Linked DNA regions of Rattus norvegicus: region 1 is linked to region 2. Evidence: chromatin contacts called from public Hi-C data. All regions are on one chromosome and are shown on one strand. The core of a region is the stretch at or near the end of the contact, and the rest is flanking DNA. Distances in the headings are between cores, read along the strand shown. Region 1 overlaps Ube4b (ubiquitination factor E4B). Region 2 overlaps Pgd (phosphogluconate dehydrogenase).

Evidence for each region. Hi-C and Micro-C count contacts between places; a contact is called where the count stands out from the background.
Region 1: a Hi-C map of liver shows a contact between it and region 2, with 2.7 times the contacts expected there. The contact joins two enhancer-like sites.

The regions. Positions count from the first base shown.
Region 1 is chr5:165,073,864-165,076,848 of GRCr8, reverse strand. It overlaps Ube4b (ubiquitination factor E4B), which reads left to right. Exons shown (of 27, transcript NM_001271198.1): 17 at 2,725-2,824. Among named protein-coding and RNA genes, the nearest start is that of Kif1b, 50 kb to the right of the region's middle. Within about 2 kb of position 1,653, at least 47 of the 93 cell types and tissues checked have an H3K27ac peak or open chromatin away from gene starts, as enhancers often do. A contact at or near this core is called in liver, where this site is marked.
Region 2 is chr5:164,864,333-164,867,335 of GRCr8, reverse strand. It overlaps Pgd (phosphogluconate dehydrogenase), which reads left to right. Exons shown (of 13, transcript NM_001305435.1): 11 at 343-442; 12 at 584-706; 13 at 802-1,506. The coding sequence ends at 921. Among named protein-coding and RNA genes, the nearest start is that of Cenps, 9.2 kb to the right of the region's middle. Within about 2 kb of position 1,720, at least 33 of the 93 cell types and tissues checked have an H3K27ac peak or open chromatin away from gene starts, as enhancers often do. A contact at or near this core is called in liver, where this site is marked.

The DNA of each region.
Region 1 (2,985 bases), core at 404-2,903, 210 kb before region 2:
CCTCCTCCTTGTGACTTCAGTCTCTCCGAGGCACTTCTGCTCTGACTTTGTGGTTCTGGAGGTGCTAAAGGGTGGCATGGTAGGATGCAGGGCAGTGCTCTGCAAGGTGACAGGTCATTACAAGAGCAGTCTCTGCCAACAAGCTGCTTAGATTTAGAGGTGTGGGTGCATGGCGTTATCACCGTCCCCCAGACTTGTGAGCCATTTGAGTCCTGGTCCTGACCCTGACTTCCCGGTAGGCAGCTGTGGAAGGCCATGGAATTAGCCTGTGCGTGTGTTGGTTGTGGTAGATGGCTCTGCCTCTGAGGGGTCATGGTTCACTGCCTTCTCTCACAAGCTTGAAGGCTGCCAGCGTTCTGTCCCCAAACAGGAAGTGGAACTTCACTAGGCCAGGCCCTGTGCCTGTTCCTTTATGCAGCGCCCAGACCCATGTGTGTCATTGTGCTCACTTGCTTTGGCCTCCCCACAGTGACTATGTCATTGCTCTGAAGTCAGAATCAGTGTCCCATCCCTTTTGGAGACTCTGTGGGGAGAGTGTTACCTCAGTTTTTCACCTTCTGGAAGCTTCCTACTTTCTTGCTTCATGATACATTTACCTGGTTTTTAAGTCAGTGACAGAGTTTCTCCAGATATCCACTTCACTGGCTAATTGTCCTACCCAATATTTCTCTTAGAAAGACCTTCATGATAACCCTATAATGTAGGAAACCTTTACAGCTACAAAGCCCCTTTTGCCCTGTGTGGCCATTGATAAACACCATGACCAGTAGCAACTTAGAAGCAATGGTTTGTTGACTTACATAGTAGAGCCCTCAAGGACAGGAAATCAGGGCAGTAACATGGAGGCAGGAGCTAAAGGAGAGGCCATGGGGGAACAGTCCTCACTGGCTTGCTCCCCATGGCTTCCTCAGTTTGCCTTGTTGTAGAACTGAACCACCACAGTAAGCTAGGCTTTCATACACCAATCGTCAGTAAAGAAAATGCCCACAGGCCAATCGGACTAAGATGTTTTCTCAGTTGAAGTCCCTAACCACCACAACCAAATATTTCAGGTTTTGTCTCAGGATTGGGATGTGATGTCTGTATACTTACTTAGATTTATTTATTGATGTTTATGAGTGTTTTGCCTGCGTGTATGTTTGTTTGCCACTGGTGCCCTTGGAGGTCAGAAGAAGGCATCAGATCCCGAGACTGGAGTTGGAGATGGTTGTGAGCCACCATGTGGGTGGCAGGAACTGAACCCATGTTCTTTGCCCGTTGTTCTTGACTATTAACGTAGTGCTTCAGTCCTTGAAGCAAGCAACAGTCATTAAAAAAGCTGTTATTTTGTCTCTAATCCTCTTGTCCAAGACCAAATGGTCCAGTTTTTCTGAGATAAGTAGGATGTGTGGGGTGATTTTAACTCTTTAGAATAGCAGAAAAGGGCTCTCGGTGAGGCCTGGTCTAGCAGTAGAACCACAGCCTCAGCCCAAACTGCCCTGCCACCATGCTTCCAGAAGCTATTCTGCCCTCCGTGAGAAAAAAAATACAGCAACGGAGTCAGGGAAGTCTGAGGTTTAGACATTTAGCAGGCTCTGGTTTTCTACACAGTACCATGAGGAAATTGAATCCTGGGCGGTAAGCCAGTGTTTAAACTGGGCAGCATCTCAGGACAGCCCTGCACAATAGGCATTGGAGCACCTCAGAGTGAGCCCGCAGGCCACAGAGAGCAGCCCAGACAGCGGGAGGGCCCGCTGAGGAGAGAGGGAAGCACCATTGGCAAAAGAGCTTGGAACTTTTTCAAGAAAGTTGTTTTTAACATCTCAGAACAGCCAGGGAACAACAAATTCACTTACGCTTCATCGGGTCTAAAGTGCAGTTCTGTCTGGGGGAGGGGCGATGGGGCATTGGTGTGTCTCACTGTGTAGGCCTAGCCCGGAGCGCACTACCTAGACTAATTGCCTTGAGTTCAAAGATCTGCCTCTATCTGCCTCCCGAGTGCCATGGAGAACATTCTTTAAGACACATTACCCATGCAGTGGTGGTGTTCACCTTTAATCCTAACACTGGGAGGCAGAGGCTAGTAGCTGTATTGAGTTTCAGGCCAGCCTGTTCTGCATACAAAGTTCTAAGACAGTCAGGGCTACATAGAGAAAGCCCGTCACACACCCTATGGACCCTATCAACAACCACCACCACCACCACCACACACACACACACACACACACACACACACACACACACACACACACAACTGGAAAGAAAAATTCTGTCAGTTAAACCAGAACTCACTGTACTGGGATATACTCTAGGTTTTATTTTGTTTTGAAACAGTTCTCACCTTTGAACTCTCTATGTAGACCAGGCTGGCCTTAAACTCACAGAGATCCACCTGCTTGGCTTGGAGGCATGCACCTCAACTGCCTGGCTTGTGCTCTAGATTTTAAAATACCTAAGTGTGAGGCCAGGTGCTGGGGCTCTCAGTATTCACACTGGTGCTTGGGAGACAGAGGCGCGTGGAGTTCAAGGACAGCCTGGTCTACAGAGAGAGATTTAGGACGGCCAAGGCTACACACACACACACACACACACACACACACACACACACACACACCACACAAACATACAAACACGCAGAGTATGTGAGTGTAAACCCGTCACGTCAGAGAGGGGCTGGGATAAGATGGGCCTGGGTGCTTTCTTTCCTTAGATCTTTAGGATGTTTTGTTTGTTTGTTAATTTCAGAACCGTGGAAGATTTGAAAAATAATGAAAGCCAGTGGAAAGATTCCCCACTGGCCACCAGACACCGCGAAATGCTGAAGCGCTGTAAAACTCAGCTTAAGGTTTGTACAGTAGCTGATTGGCATCGTCGTGGCCCGTTTCCCAGTAGTAATCTCCTCACCAGAATAAACGCCCTGAGCGCGTGCTCAGGTGTCCCTGTTGTTTCTTGGTTGTTCTTTTCTCTCAAGGTAACATGGGACTATTGTTGATACCTTGCCTATTT
Region 2 (3,003 bases), core at 471-2,970:
CTGTGTGCACCTGGTGCACAGACATACATGCATGCAAAACGCACACGCAACACCACATTCTGTCTCTCTGTCCATCTGTCTGTCTGCATGTGCAGGGTGGTACATAGTGTGCCACAGTTGTGTGTAGACCTCAGAAGCCCATTGTGGGGGTTGGTTTTCTCACTGTCGGACTTGGTGGCGGACCAAGCTGCTGAGCCGCCTCATTGGCTCTCTACTTGGGAAGGTCCCGCTGGCTCTGGTGCACGGGCTGTGACCTGCACCTCTGCAGAGCGAGTGCTGGCGCTTATTTCCAGGGGCTTGGCTGCTCTTGCTTTAAGGTTGATTTCTTGCAAATTATTTCAGTGTATTCCTGGGAAAAATTAAAGATGCCTTTGAGCGAAACCCAGAACTTCAGAACCTACTGCTAGATGACTTCTTTAAGTCAGCAGTCGACGACTGCCAGGTACGTTGTTGGCAACGGGTGGTGCTGTGTGCTCTGGGTCTCGTTTAGTAGCATTGATGTCTCTCTGGAGTCTGTCCTGGAGACCGGAAGCTCAGTGTGTCTGGGGCAAACCCAGCCGCTGACCTTCTGCTCTCTGCTCAGGACTCCTGGCGCCGGGTGATCAGCACCGGGGTGCAAGCGGGCATCCCCATGCCCTGCTTCACAACCGCCCTCTCCTTCTACGATGGGTACAGACATGAGATGCTGCCCGCCAACCTCATCCAGGTGAGCTTGGGAGGGCGTGGTGCCTTAACCTGGCTGGTTCCTAAGGCTGTGTGCCTGCGAACCACCCTGACCAGCTGCGTTCGATCCTCCCCTAGGCTCAACGGGACTACTTTGGGGCCCACACCTATGAACTCTTATCCAAACCAGGAGAATTCATCCACACCAACTGGACAGGCCACGGTGGCAGTGTGTCGTCCTCTTCATACAATGCCTAGTGGGCCTGTGGCTTTGCCCTCCCTCCCAGCGGCAGGACAGCCTCTGCGGCACTCAGCACCCCTCTTTGCCCTAGTTCCTGCTCAGTGCTCTTAGCCAAGTGTTGGCTGTGATCGCCGAAGAAGTCACCACGTGCTCCACCTCGATCTTTTGCGCTGCCCAGGAACTGACCTTGTGCTCCACTGCGTGATGGCCCGCTCCCTGACTGAGCTGTGCCATGTGGGTCAGAGAGCCTGCTGCTCCCCGCACACAGAGGGGTGGGTGGGGTTGTACAGCCGGACCGTGGATCATGAGTGTGGGTTCTGATGTCCTACACCCAGTAGGAGTGTGTGGGGACACTCTTCACTCCTCTGGTGCGCCTGGTAGAAAGGTCTGCACTATTGGGGATTGATTTGATTTGATTTCCTAAGACTCCAACTGAAACAGGACACGTTAACTTAGGGTAATGAGTAAGTCTGGGGAGGTGAGGAGCCAAGGAGTGGGTGGGCAGAGGCTCTCTTGGGTCTTTTCTTACTGGCACACTTGGATGTTCACGTGACATCCGCCCGATCACACACCTGTAATAAACTTTTTAGGCTGGCTTGGCCTCTTTGTGTCTTCTGACCAGTCTGTCGAGGTCCCTCCCTGCTGTGTGGTGGGACTTGCGGTGTGGTGAGTCTGTTCCTGACCGAGGCTTCTCCTCTGTCTTGTTTACTGATTGCATTACCTGGCCTTGGGCCATCCCACTGTGTTAGGCCAGCAGGGACCTCTGCTCTGTGACTGCTTTTTCTGGACAGCTTTAGAGTCCGTCCCAGTAGTGGCCTGAGAACAGAGCAAACACTGTCTGTTTGGACAGCTGGGGCCTCCTGTCTCTGACTTGAGCCTCAGAAGCTTCCAGAGAGGCAGAGCTGACATGGAAAAGCAGTTTTTACTCACCCCTCCTGGGTTTGGTCAATTAGGAATCATGATCCCCTTCCCTCAAGCACCCCCGGAGTAGAGAGTGGGTCCCTGCACCCAAGCTTACTGACTCTTAAATCTTCCTAGATGTGAGGGCCAGGGCTTACCTGCCCTCAGCCCCATGCACAGACTCCTTTGCTTATCATCCTTACTCTGAGGCAGATGGATACTTGGAGAACAGAGGGAATTCTGAGGAGACACAACAGAGAAACCGGAGGGTGAGCTTGAACTAAAGTGAAATCCAAGGGTTGACCAGGGTGAACTCTAGCCCTTTCTAGTTCACCTCCAAGAAGAAGCTGTGAAAAGTCAGGTCAGGTCAGATCTGTAACCAGCCCCCTTTCCTAGTAGCTGTGTGACTGGAATATCGTTTCCTGTCATATCTGTTTTCTCATAGGAAAATGTCATGAGTCTCCATGACAGCAATAGCATTTGGTATTCCACACCTCGGCAGCTCCTTGTGAGGATGTGGTCTGCCTTGTACCAGGGCTCTGCTGTCGCAGTGGGGAGTTCACTGTACAAGTGTTCAGAAGGCCTCTGTCCAGTGTCCCGTGTGTAGCACACACTTAGGTATACTGATTAACAGATTCCCCAGCACGGTGTCCCCCTGGAGAGTGAAAAAGGGGTCCCTGGGGCTGATCCCCCATTCTGCATTTCCAACAAGCTCTCAGCTGGTATCTGTGTTTCCGGACACACATGTCAATGAACACAACCCACAAGAAACCAAGAGGCAAAGCTGCCAGGGGACGAGTGTACAATGAAGGCCATGTGGTTAGGGCTTGAGCTCAGAGCTGTCCTAATGGCACTTCCCGGTGTGCTCTGTGTGTGCTCACGCATGTGCAAGTCCATCGGTTTGTTTGAAATGGTCTCTCACCGTGACCCAAAGCTCAGCCAAGACATTCACCTGCCTCTGCCTCCCTCCACAGCACAGTTTTCAAGTACATACCTGGTGCCTGATGGGCTGTGCTTTTGTTTACATGGGTTCTAGTCCAACCCTGGCAGGGAGTGTGGAGAGTTCAAAGCCAGCCTAGGCATACCAAGACCCTATCTCGGACCCCTACCTTCCTCTAGGTAGAAGGCTGCCCAACCTGTTGGGCTGGTAGTGTGACTCAGCAGTAGAGCTCTCAGTCACCTGGCACAAGGGGTCACCT